Linked DNA regions of Rattus norvegicus: region 2 is linked to region 1. Evidence: chromatin contacts called from public Hi-C data. All regions are on one chromosome and are shown on one strand. The core of a region is the stretch at or near the end of the contact, and the rest is flanking DNA. Distances in the headings are between cores, read along the strand shown. Region 1 holds the start of LOC120096689. Region 2 overlaps LOC134481798 (a long non-coding RNA gene).

What was found. Hi-C and Micro-C count contacts between places; a contact is called where the count stands out from the background.
Region 2: a Hi-C map of Schwann cells shows a contact between it and region 1, with 4 times the contacts expected there. The contact joins the enhancer-like site here to the promoter of LOC120096689 in region 1. A contact is called at or near these places in 3 of 12 Hi-C or Micro-C datasets (the A7r5 cell line, Schwann cells and frontal cortex).

The regions. Positions count from the first base shown.
Region 1 is chr14:99,290,443-99,296,477 of GRCr8, reverse strand. It overlaps LOC120096689, which reads left to right and starts at 2,338. Exons shown (of 4, transcript XR_010057619.1): 1 at 2,338-4,024. LOC102549056 (a long non-coding RNA gene) reads right to left here and starts at 229. Exons shown (of 2, transcript XR_359731.5): 1 at 1-229.
Region 2 is chr14:99,396,219-99,402,064 of GRCr8, reverse strand. It overlaps LOC134481798 (a long non-coding RNA gene), which reads right to left. Exons shown (of 2, transcript XR_010057620.1): 1 at 1,589-5,846. Among named protein-coding and RNA genes, the nearest start is that of Peli1, 57 kb to the left of the region's middle. Within about 2 kb of position 1,619, at least 40 of the 93 cell types and tissues checked have an H3K27ac peak or open chromatin away from gene starts, as enhancers often do. A contact at or near this core is called in Schwann cells, where this site is marked.

The DNA of each region.
Region 1 (6,035 bases), core at 1,089-3,588:
GGGGTTAAAGTTAGGGAGGCTGGAGCTCCTGGTACAGTTGTCTCAGGCCAGAGTTCAGCAGGGCTCTTGGCAGGCAGAGGTGGGGGGGGGGGCATTGCCCTCTGCTGGGGCAGATCAGGAGAGAGGAGCTGAGGCCAGCGACCGTTGCAACTCAGGGGACAGGGTCTGGGGTCCCAGATTATATGGTTTAAGCGTTGTCTCTTTGACCTCTGCAGCGTGGATCTCCCCCGCACCTTCAGAGCAACAAAGCGGTCAGCCATTTCTTCTTTAAAAAGGAAGCTAATTTGTGTCAGGTTTGAGAGAAACAGAACAGACGCCAGCTGAAAAGCCTCTTCTCTGCCGACGGGACTTTCTCCTCTAACTGGCCTCTTCTCTGCCGACGGGACTTTCTCCTCCTCTAACTGGCCTTGAAGACCCCTGCCCTCCCGCTGGCTTCCCTGGATAGATCACAGACCAGAATGTCCAAGAGCCAGTGCTACTGTACCAGTGCACAGCACCACCAACTGTGGCTTGGATTTTAAACTAATTTCATCAACAAGGGGGTGGATGGCAGGGAGGAGAGGGGTTAATTATAACAGAGGGGATTTTTTTTTAAAGACCTAATTTCAGAAACCTCAGACTTAATTTAGTAAATTTCTTTTTACGGAGGGAGTTGCTAAGCTGAAGTCATTTGCATTATAGTCTTAATTACCACTGCGTTGTATATAAGATCGTCAATAAAGCTTTTTGGCCATGTGTACTCGGAATAAATGATTGATCCTAATGAGGCCTTTGTTCCCCTGGAGCCTCTCCAAGCTAGTTCCTCTCTAGTGGAGAAGCTCAACATTTGCCAAGCCATGGAGGCGTCTTAAATTAGCAAAAGCCTGTGAAGAATCAAGAGACTTTCAAAGTGGGCGCATTGGGAGAGGGGATGCCAAGCTGTATCTGTGTGCCATACTTCTTGTGAGGCTGGGTGCACTGCTGTCTGTGGCTGCATTAGCTTGCTGCACGATCACAGACAATTCCCCTCTGTGTCCTTCCAGCCACACAGGAATAGCCTCTGGGGCCCTTCCTCCTGCAAATCACGGATGCTGACTAGAGCTTCCTGTTTTGCCCTTCCTGCTTCCGCTAAGGGACGTGCGTGCAGTCCCGGCCGGCCAGCCACCACGCTCTTATTGGAAAAGCTGTCTTCCAGGTTAACTCTAAAAAATAAATAAGCAGCCCTGATTACTTTTTAGGGGTGGGAAACACTGGCGAGTGTGTGTGTGTGTGTGTGTGTGTGTGTGTGTGTGTGTGTATGTGTGTGTGTATGTGTGTGTGTGTAGGTCAGGTTTGTGGTGTGTGTGTGTGTGTGTGTGTGTGTGCAGGTCGGGTTTGTGGTGTGTGTGTGGTCTGTGGGGCTGTATTGTAGGTTGGGTTTGGTGTGTGTGTGTGTGTGTGTGTGTGTGTGTGGTCTGTGGGGCTGTATTGTAGGTTGGGTTTGTGGTTTGTGTGTGTATGTGTGTGTGTATGTATGTGTGTATATGTACATGTATGTAGGTCGGGTTTGTGGTGTGTGTGTGGTCTGTGGGTGTGTGTGTGTATGTGTGTGTATGTATGTATGTGTGTGTGTGTAGGTCAGGTTTGTGGTGTGTGTGTTATGTCTTGGAAATCCATTTTGAAGGAGACAGACTTCTTTGTGGGGAGGGAAGGAGTTTGAGAAGGCCACAGTGGGTGCCCCCTGAGCTCTGCAACACTCACACCACTCCTTTCCCACACCTTCATGCACCTCACACCCTGCAAGGCTCCATAGACATGCATTCCCCTGCAGTGGTTCTTACCTGAGGAGGATATGTTCCGAGACAGTGAAATAGCAAGCAGTGCCCTTATGTGAATACATTTTCCTTTATAGACATTGTAGACATTAGGTAGAATAGCCAATCAATAACAGCTCATAATAAAATAGGACAACTCTAACAATATGTTGCAATAATGGTTATTTAAAGTATGAGAATTGATTATTTCTGAAAATTTTCACTCAGTACTTTTATGTCCAGGATGGCAATATCAGTAGACATGCTAACACGGAAGGGGGAAATCTCACACTAGACTCTTGAACGAAGAACTCCAGGCAACCGAAGATGAGAGAGAGAGAGAGGAGAGAGAGACAGCTTCTCCCAGGAAAGAGCCCCCTAGTTGTTTGAACAATACAAAGTAGTCAGCCCTGAAACCATACACACAGAACAGCAGCAACAGCAACAAAACAGACTTGGAAGGGTGCATTTCTATGTCTGTGCACTTATAAGCAAATATACATATGTGTAACAATAACTAGCGTGTGTCACTTTGAAAGTGGAAGGAGCAGGAAGGAAGACAGGAAAGAGGTTAAAGTATTAAAAAAAAAATAACACTAGTCTCAAATCCTAGTTGACCATGGGTAACCTAAAACCAAAGAAAGCAAAAGTAAGGATGGGAAGAGAGCGACTGATGTTAGCAGCAGGTAAAGGAGGGCTTCATGGTGCAGCTGAGAGGCATTAAGTAGTCTGTCACAAGTCACAGAATTGGAGAGGAACAGATGGACTGAGGTCCAGGTCCTGCCCCTACACAACATCTCCAGACCACTCCCTGTGGCTCCTGTCAGGGTTGGGTCTTGCTGCTGCGTGGTACCCCATGAAAACCTTATTTCAGACTCTGAATGCTTAAGTAAGGTTCCAGAGCAGCCTTCCAGAACCTTCCTCTGGAGGTGTGTCTGTTTGACAGAGCATGGTGGAGGGGGTCGGGAGGGAAGGGAACAGAAGGCAGGAGTGGGCAGGTTATTTTCCTAGTTTCCCATTGCATAGAGCCAAAGAGCAGGAGACAAAGACAAACTCACGCTCCTGACGCTGCGGATTCGCTCTGTGCTCTGGATAGCCCACTGGAGTGGTTTGCGAGCACGGAGAAGGGCAGCCTCAGGAAGTGTCCGTGTTGAGGGCTGGTGCAGGACATTTGAGTACAGCAGAGGCTTACAGCAAGACCCCTTATTTGGGGGTCACAGTGAATGGCCCAGGGCAGGAAGTAAAAGATATTTGTCTCTTCAAAAACCTGCAGGGACTGGAGAGGTGGTTCAGCAGTTAAGAGCCCTTGCTGCTCTAACAGAGGAGTTCCCAGCACCCACATGGTGGGTCACAAAGGTCTGCAACTCCAATCCCATCACATCCTTCCGGAAGATCCAACACCCCTTTCTGACTGGAGGCACTAGTCATGCACCTGTGCACATACGTCTGTGCAGGCAAACACTCAGAGAATAAAAGTAAATGACTCTTAGAGCAGGCATGGGTCAGGGATCCCCTTGGAAAGGTGCGCTTGCAGGTGCGTGCGTGCGTGCGTGCGTGCGTGCGTGCGTGCGTGCGTGTTGCGAAGTGGGCAGTCCCATGCCTCCTCTCTCCACCAGCACCGTTTTTTCTTGTGTGTGGAACGGGATAGGGGGTACTAATAGCCCTTCTAGTTGTTTCTCTGAATGATAATAATTTAATGAGAGCAATAGCAAATAGTGGCTGTAACTAGTAGAAAGTTAAAGTTAGAGGGTAGTCAGGTGCTGAGCCAGCACAAAAGCGAGGCTGACAACCAAGATTTGGCTGGTTCCGAAACAGCAGATTGAAGGAATCTGTAAAGAGCCCTTGTACTGGTTCTGAGAGCTCTAAAAACTGGGTTGAAAATGAAGAGTACAGGAGCCATAAAATAGCGCCAAGTATTTTTTTTCCCCTAGTGTGAGCCAATCTTTTGAGACTTGGACTCTAAATATTACATATGAGTCACTCCTACTTCCTTCCCCTCCAAAACAATCTTGTCTGGGACACATTAGGAGGGTGGCTTTTCAGCGTCTCCCACCAAACTCTTGTCTCTCATCGTGGGCAGAACAGCCCCTTGCAGAAAAACTGTCTCCTTCATTTCAGTCCCCTTGGAGGCTAGAGCCAGTTTCCATAGAAAAAAAGGAGCGTCCTATGAGCCACAAGATCCAGGAAGACACTAGGTGGCGCCAGACCCTCGCGGTTTCCAGCCCGTCAAACACCGTTTCTTTTCCTGCGAGGTAAGTCCTATCCTTGCTAGAGACTTGGGGCTATTTCAATGCATTCCACAAACATAAAGCGACTTCCTATCTGTCCCAGGTAGGCTTGATATTGCTGTGATAAGACACCATGCTCAAAGCAGCTGGGGGAGGAAAGGGTTTATTTGGTTCATCCTTCCACATTTCTGTTCATATTACAGAGGAAGTCAGGACTCAAACAGGTCAGGAATCTGGAGACAGAAGGTGGTGCAGAGGTCACAGAGGAGTGCTGCTTACTGACTTGGATCTTCATGGCTTGCTCAGCCCTTTCTTATAAAACCCAGGACCACCAGCTCAGGGATGGCCCCACTCACAATGGGCTGGGTCCTCTTCCACCAATCACTAATTAAGAACATGCCCTACATACAGGCTTACTATAACCTGATCTTATGGAGGCATTTCTCAACTGAGTTCTCTTCTCTCGGATGACTCTAATTTGTGTCAAGTTGATATAAAACCTTGCCCATCACGCTGTCTCAGCTCAAGGCACCCCTCTTGTACCTTTGTTGCTGCTCCCCACCCCCTTTCTGATGGGGTGGTGGAAGGAGGTTCCCAGACCTGATGCTGACACCCCAAGTTTGTTACCAGCTATAAATATATTCCTTTGCAACTTCTGCCATACCCTGAGGGTCAGGGAGAAAAACTTTCTTCCTTAGGAGGCACAGGAAAAAAGAAAAGAAAAAGGCAAATCTCTCTGTGAGAACAGCTAAGTCTTCTGTTCCCACTGGGTCAGAGCTGCCAGCACAATCTAGGCCTTGCCTGTCTAGGGGAATACAGGACCCCATTGTCCTCAGTTCAATTCCTAGCACCTTTTAGAAGAGAAACCCCCGTTTTAAGCTCCCGACCTTGAGAGCTCAGTTCTGGGGCAGATGGGTTCCAAAGCAATATCCTGCCTTCATCGTGAGCACTCCCCAGACCTGCAGGCAGGCGGACAGCACAATCAGTGAACAGATAAAGCGATTGACCCCCCCCCCCTCGGGCCTCCTGGTCACTGCTGGGTCTTATGTCTCTTTAAAACGAAGCTGTTCAGGGGTTGGGGATTTAGCTCAGCGGTAGAGCGCTTGCCTAGCAAGCGCAAGGCCCTGGGTTCGGTCCCCACCTCCGAAAAAAAGAAAAGAAAAACAAAACAAAACAAAAAAAAAGAACCTTACCCAACACATTCAAGATGGCCACCAGAACGTGTGCACGTGTGCTCTATGGCAGTTTTGGCAAATAGAGTTCCCATCAGCAGTGGCCGTCTGGGGATGTGAAGGCTAATGGTTCAGAGGGAAATCCCAGGCCCCACTTCTTCACCTTCTTACTCTGTGGAGTTCCCTGTGGTGAGAGAGGTTGGGCTGTCACAGAGTTGTGGGACAGTTGTGAGGGGAGGCTCCTAACCTCTTCCACCATGCAGACACAGTGAGAAGCCAGCTCTGTCTCAGACACTGGAAGTTGCCCTCAGAGGACTCTCTGGGGATCAGAACGTGTCTTCCCCAGGCAGCACGCCCTGTTAACACTGCTGCTTAGATTAAAGGCCCTTGCAACCACCAGAGATTGGAAGGAGTTTTACTTTATAGTCCCTTGCCTTCTTAAAGACCAGAGCACTAGGCAGAAAGCCTTTCCCTTTGGTTAAGGCAGTGGTTCTCAACCTTCCTAACGCTGTGACCTCTTAATGAGGTTTCTCACATTGTCGTGACCCCCGCAACCATAAAATTATTTTTGTTGCTACTTCATAACTGTAATTTTGCTACTGTTATGAATCATAGTGTAAAAATCTGTGCTTTCCCATGGTCTTAGGTAACCCTGGTGAAAAGATCAGTTAACACCCCAAACGGGTAGTGACCAACAGGTTGAGAAGCACTGGGTTACGTTTTCCCAGACTGGAGGCACATCCACAGGGAGATTACAGAAAGTGGCCACCGTGTGGATATCAGTGGTCTGTGCTGCATCCTGAAGACACATCGCTGTCTACAAGGCCCTGCTGCAGCTGTGGGCCATGTTAACACCTGCAGTC
Region 2 (5,846 bases), core at 370-2,869, 110 kb before region 1:
TTGGTCATATCTACTGAATTTAAAGACTGTTCTAGTCCCCAGGAAGATGCAGACAAGAAACTTCCAGCTTTTTCTATCAGGAACAATTAGGTATCTGAGAATCTTCTCAATTTTTGGAAAATCAATTCTAATAGAAACTCAGAAATTAGCCAGGCAGTAGTGGTGCATACTTTTAATCCCAGCACTCAGGAGGCAGAGGTACGTGGATCTCTGAGTTGGAGACCAGAGGCCAGCTCTAGTCTACAGAGCCAGCTCCAGGACAGCCAGGGCTACAAAGAGAAACCCTGTCTCAAAAAAAAAAAAAAAAAAAAAAAAAAAAAAAAAAAAAAAAAAAAGAAAGAAAGAAAGAAAGAAATTAAGGTGAATGAGGAATAGAACAGAGTCTGAAGACATCACAATAGTGGTCTTCCCAGGGTGTGTTAAAGGCACTCAAAACTATTTGAAAATAGAATTTGTCAGCACCAATTCCAGAATGGTTAGGTGTAGTTAAGGGCACATGTGCTCCAAGACAGCACACTTTCTTACTAGTCTCCTTTAAGACATTCGTTCCTACGCTTAGGATCTATTTGCGTAAGTATATAGTGAGATAAATTTAAATGGCCATAAGGGAGTCTGTTTTTATTTCTCTTCTACCAAAAGCTCATTTTTGTCATCTTGCTGAAACAGCCATTTAAGTCACACGGAAAAAAAAGAAAAGCCCAGATCTGGTGAGGTTCAGTTGTAATGCCAGCACCCTGGAGCCTGAGGTGGGAGGCTTGACGAGACTTGGAGGTCAGCCTGGGTTGCATAGTGAGTTTGAGGCCAGCCTGGTATATGTAGCAAGACCCTGTCTCTAAGAATCAAAGCAAAAACAAACTATAAAACCACTTCTCTCAACCCCAACCTCCCACCCCTCCCCCACTTTCATCCTCCACATACAACAGAACGTCAAATAGGAGCGTGGTTTATGTTTCCAAATGGGCATGATTTATGAGCCCCAGCAGTCGTCCTGACCCACGTGTGCTGCATGTGGAGGTAGATAGGGGGTTGAAAAGGCATTTCTGGCCAGGACCCTTCTCAAAGCATTTTTGCAATGTCTGCACCAGCTCATCTGTGGACATATCATTCTAAATCCTCCATAATCATAGATCTGCGTGTGAGTCTTCTTTTTATTCCCCTCTTCCCTATGGGAAGGATTCCTCTCTGCCCCTTGGAGCTTAACTGCAGTTAAGAATGTGACCACAAGGTCACATTTAGATTAGAACCCAGTAAAACCTGATGAGCTTGCTAAGCAGGACAATGGGGGAAAGTCACAGGTCAAACTGTGACTGCTTTCCACTGGAGTGGTTGTGGGCGGGGGTCACGGGAGTGCCTAACAGGAAGTGAATCTGGCTCAGGCTCAGGCCAGAGGCCAGGAGACCAGGCATTAATTCCCTGGGGTAACCAGCAGGATGGAGATGTAAGGGGTTGGCTGCGCTGAAGCATCCCACCCCCATCTCGCCCCGCCCCGCCTCGCCCCGGCAACTGCTAATTGGCTTTCTCATCCAGATTCTTTTCACAAGCAGTTTTCCATCTCCATTCTGTCTCTGAGGGAATTTCCCAAACTAACCGTCTCTAAGAATTTCCCGCCTTCGGACCACAGTGTAGCCCGGAGAGATTTACTGCTGATCTCCATCTGGGGGTTTTCTCTTTGGCTCACCACGACTTCCTGTTTCCCAGCGGCCTCTGCTCTCTGGGAACTAGAGTCCTCAAAGGGACAGACAACTTTCAACAGAGGGAAAATGACTGTGTGTATAATACAGTGATACCCGCCTCCTCCCTCCTCCTGGTTCTGGGCCACTGTGGCATTGAAGTTGTAAGCCAGGCCCAGGAACCTTGTTGAGAGAGTTGGGTGGATACCACTGAATATACCTTGTTATTCGTGAGCCGCAGAAAGGATTGTTTCATAGATTTGTCGCCCCTGATTTAGGATAGATAGAAATGCCTCTGTTAAACCACTAGGAGCAGGAGAGATGGCTGAGAGCGGGTGCTCTCCTAGAGGATTGGAGTTCGGTTCCGGCATTTGCAAAGGACAACTACTCACACCGAGCTGAAACTCTAGCATCCGGGTCAAATGAGGCCCCTGGCCTTCACAACACGCACATATGTGCACGTACCCATGTACAAATAATTAAAAATAAAATAAAAACTGCTAGGGATGAAACTCAGATCATCACGAACGCTTGGCAAGCACATACCTTGCCCTTGCACATGCCACGCCCATGCACACGCCACGCCCATGCACATGCCACGCCCTCGATGCCTCTTTCTGGTTCACTTAATGACTGCGCTGTCACTCACAAAGGCCCCAGTGTGACAAGCACGGTGCCAGGGAGTTTGCATTCACTTCTCATTTGATTCTGGTAAAAGTCAGGAGAAGTAGGCCTTGTTAGACCTAATTAGCCAGCGAGGCGGTAGCTGATGGCTACGTTTCCCTAGCTGGTTATAAACAGTGTTCCAAGTGTGTGGCTCGTCGGAAGTCCATGCTTTTAGTCATTCAGCCGTGAGTTTGTATAAAAGTTTGGGTCATTTTCACAGATTTTTGAAACCCAACAAAGTGGTGGGGAAGACCTTGAGAAGGAGCAGAGCCTCAAAACCAAAAATATTTTTTGAAGCGGTATGGGTGGTCTTTATTGATGGTCATTGAACCTGGTGGGCCCTCTCTACTGCGTCTCGGGAAGGTGCTGAGAATAACGGTATACAAGACCAACCACTTAATTAGTTTGTTCTCCTAGAGAACATCCCATTTAACCCTTCTTGCTTACCCTAGCTTTGTTCATTTTATCAAGGTCCTTAGAATTGATTCCCTGGGGGCAGGTCCCAGCCTTTCTCTGGCCCTGCACTGAGGTTTACTTAATCCTCTGGAAACTGTGTTCTACAATTGGTCTACTTTCCTGCCTCTCATTGCCTTTAAACCAGCCAGATTAATGCCTGTGCATGCATTCCTGCGTGTGTGTGTGTGTACATGTGTGTGTGTGCACACTCTCACATGTATGTGTGTGTTCTTGTGGTCTGAGTCCTCAGGAGGATAGATGATTAGTAACAGGTGACCTTTGCAAAATACTGCAAGTATTTTCAGTTCCGTTAAAGGAGCGACCAGCATATGAGGTGCTGGAGGCCACCCCAGAAGTGAGGAACATGGTCCAGGGAAGTCCCAAAGGCTGCAGAAGCTGCAAGAAAGGACCCCTTAGCCACTGCACACTTTGCTCTGATTGTTGAGAAGTTATCCAGTGGTTACTTATCCCGCATTACTTAGTCAGTCCAGGGCCAGGGTTCAAATATCAGTCTAATTTCTAGTTGTAGAACTTGGAGTGAATAAATCTTTTATTTCATTGTCGTTCTGGAGATCCAGGGTCTTACCCATGCTAGGCAAACGCTCTACACTGTTATATTCAATCCCCAGCCTTATTTTATTTTATTGAGACAGGGTAGCAGGCAGCCTAGGCTGGCCTTGAAGTTGCTATGTAGTCAGAGACGACCTTTAACTCCTGAATCTCATACTCCTAAGGAATGCTGGAATCACAAGTTCGAGCTATCATTTCCGGCTCTGCCCCTTATTTGTTAAGCCACCAAGAAACACACCCCAGCCCTTAAGCTGTGTATATACTGGCCGAGTTATCGTTTCACGTACTCAGGTGGCAAAAACAGGGCAAGCACTCTCTGCCTGATGCCCTGGACCCAGGACGGACAAGCAGGGCCTAGAGGTAGTGGGGAAGGCCTTCCATGGTCTAAGGGGCCTGATTTCCTAGTCTTCACTGTTGCCAGGGCACCTTGGCAGCAGCTTACTCGACTTCAGGGGTCCAAGTAACCAGTACCAGGATCAGGCCTTCAGTCTGTTTTCCAGAAAACAAAACGAGTCCTTTAAATGAGGTCTAGCCCTCTGCAATTCTTCCTAAGCAAATGGCCACAAATATGCCATGTGTTCCCTCACAGGCAATGGTACATATTATTGTCAATGGCTCCTTTCCCCGCAAGTGTCACTGCTCTTCCTGTCACGCTGCAGATGAGCAGGGGACAGCAGTTGAAGGAACCATCAAATCAGGGACTGGGTGGGGCCTCTGTTCCCCATTCACAGAAGCCTGATCTGTACCATGCGGTATCCAGACGGAATGATGGAATGTTCCAGAATCTCAAGCAAAGCCCAGCTCTGTCTGGCAGCCACATTGGCACATCCAGCAGAGATTGCCAAGGTTCTCATTTCAGCCCCCACCTTCCAGCTCGACACATTAAGCTCAACACATTGTTGTTTGTTTGTTGAGTCAGGGTCTTATATAATTCCTCTAACTCCCTGTGTAGCCAGGACTGGCTTTGAACTCCTGATCCTCCTGCCTGTACCTCCCACACACTGGGATTACAGACACACGCCTCCACAGTTGGCTTAATTTCAAAACTGAATACTAAAACCAAACCAGATCACATAAACCTCAAGGATGTTTCTTTTTTTAAGTGAATGGTATCACGGCTGTTGCTTAATGGTCTATGTAAAACGGTACGATGGTATTCCTCGTACAAGGTGGGCCTCATGGGATATGGCAAACTGGCAACAAACAGAATAACCAGCGATTAGGGGAACCCTGCTGCTGCGTCCAGGAACTCTGGGTACCTCCAGGGGTGCTGGTTTGATCCAAGAGAGATCTATGCTGTAAAACTAGCTCTTCAGGCACGAAGCTTGGTTGTAGAAAAACCTCAGGCTACTGTTAGCCCAGAATGCATTGCTTCCTTTCATGACTGTTTCTGTGGGCTGTGATGTAAGAGTCAGAGGAAAGTTAGCATCGTTTGAACTCAGTGCAACTCTTCATACTTTCATGCTCTTGTGTTGTTTGAAAGAGAAAAGAAAACCAAGCCAGCCAACTCTTTCTAAGCAGCACCCTCGCAGCCATGGTCAAGATTCTAACTTTCCTTCTTATCTGTTTGATTATTAAGAATGCTCCATGTTCCTTGTATCCATCTAGTTGTGATTGCATGGGTACTGCTAGAACTTTCCCGACTGATAGGTCAGCTGATCTGTACATGTTGGTATCTATGACTTCCCTGCTGCCTGTACACATGCCCGGATGTCACCACAATCCTGCACACTGTCGATGTTTTACCTTTCCAGACCCTTCCCTGTGAAAGTTGCCACCTTCTAAACATGGTTATGTGCTTCACGGTGCCCACATGGACTTGGGAGAGGGAGGTCACATCTTCGTGATCTGCCCCGGGTCATGACAGTCCTTGCTGGTCCCGGCGATCAGTGCTACAATGTAATACGACTGGACAGTTGTGAGCCAGTCAGTTTTTTCCTCGCAGTATTTTTAGCTTCTGATTTAGCCACAATTCTAAAAATAAGCGGTTGTTAGTAGATTTAAAATGCATTGGCCATATTCTCTGTGAGTGTGTTAGATATGGTTTCATATCTCATTCTTATAAGCAGCTGCTATTGCTTATATAGCTAGGAGAGGAAGGACCCACGCCAGTAAACGGCTGTAACCATAGTCTAACTTACAGATCCTTCCTCTGATTGCAGATGTCATCTTTGACGTTACCCTTATTTCAAAGTTATTTTCAGATTAAATATTTGCTGTGACTTCCATATCGTGACGTCTTGGATGACCTTTAAAGGTGGCGCAGAACACAGTAGCAAGACCTTGCTGCTGTCCCCATCCCTGCAAAATAAATAAATAAAGCTTTAAACATGGAAAAAAGGTAAATGCACTCTTGGGCTTGGACTCGAAGTCATTAGAGCAAGATGGCAGAGCCTCAGAAGAAATGAGTCACAGACTTAGACCCGGCATCTAAGAATCGGTTGCTCTTGTTCCCCACCTCTCCTCCCGCTCTCCACACCCTCC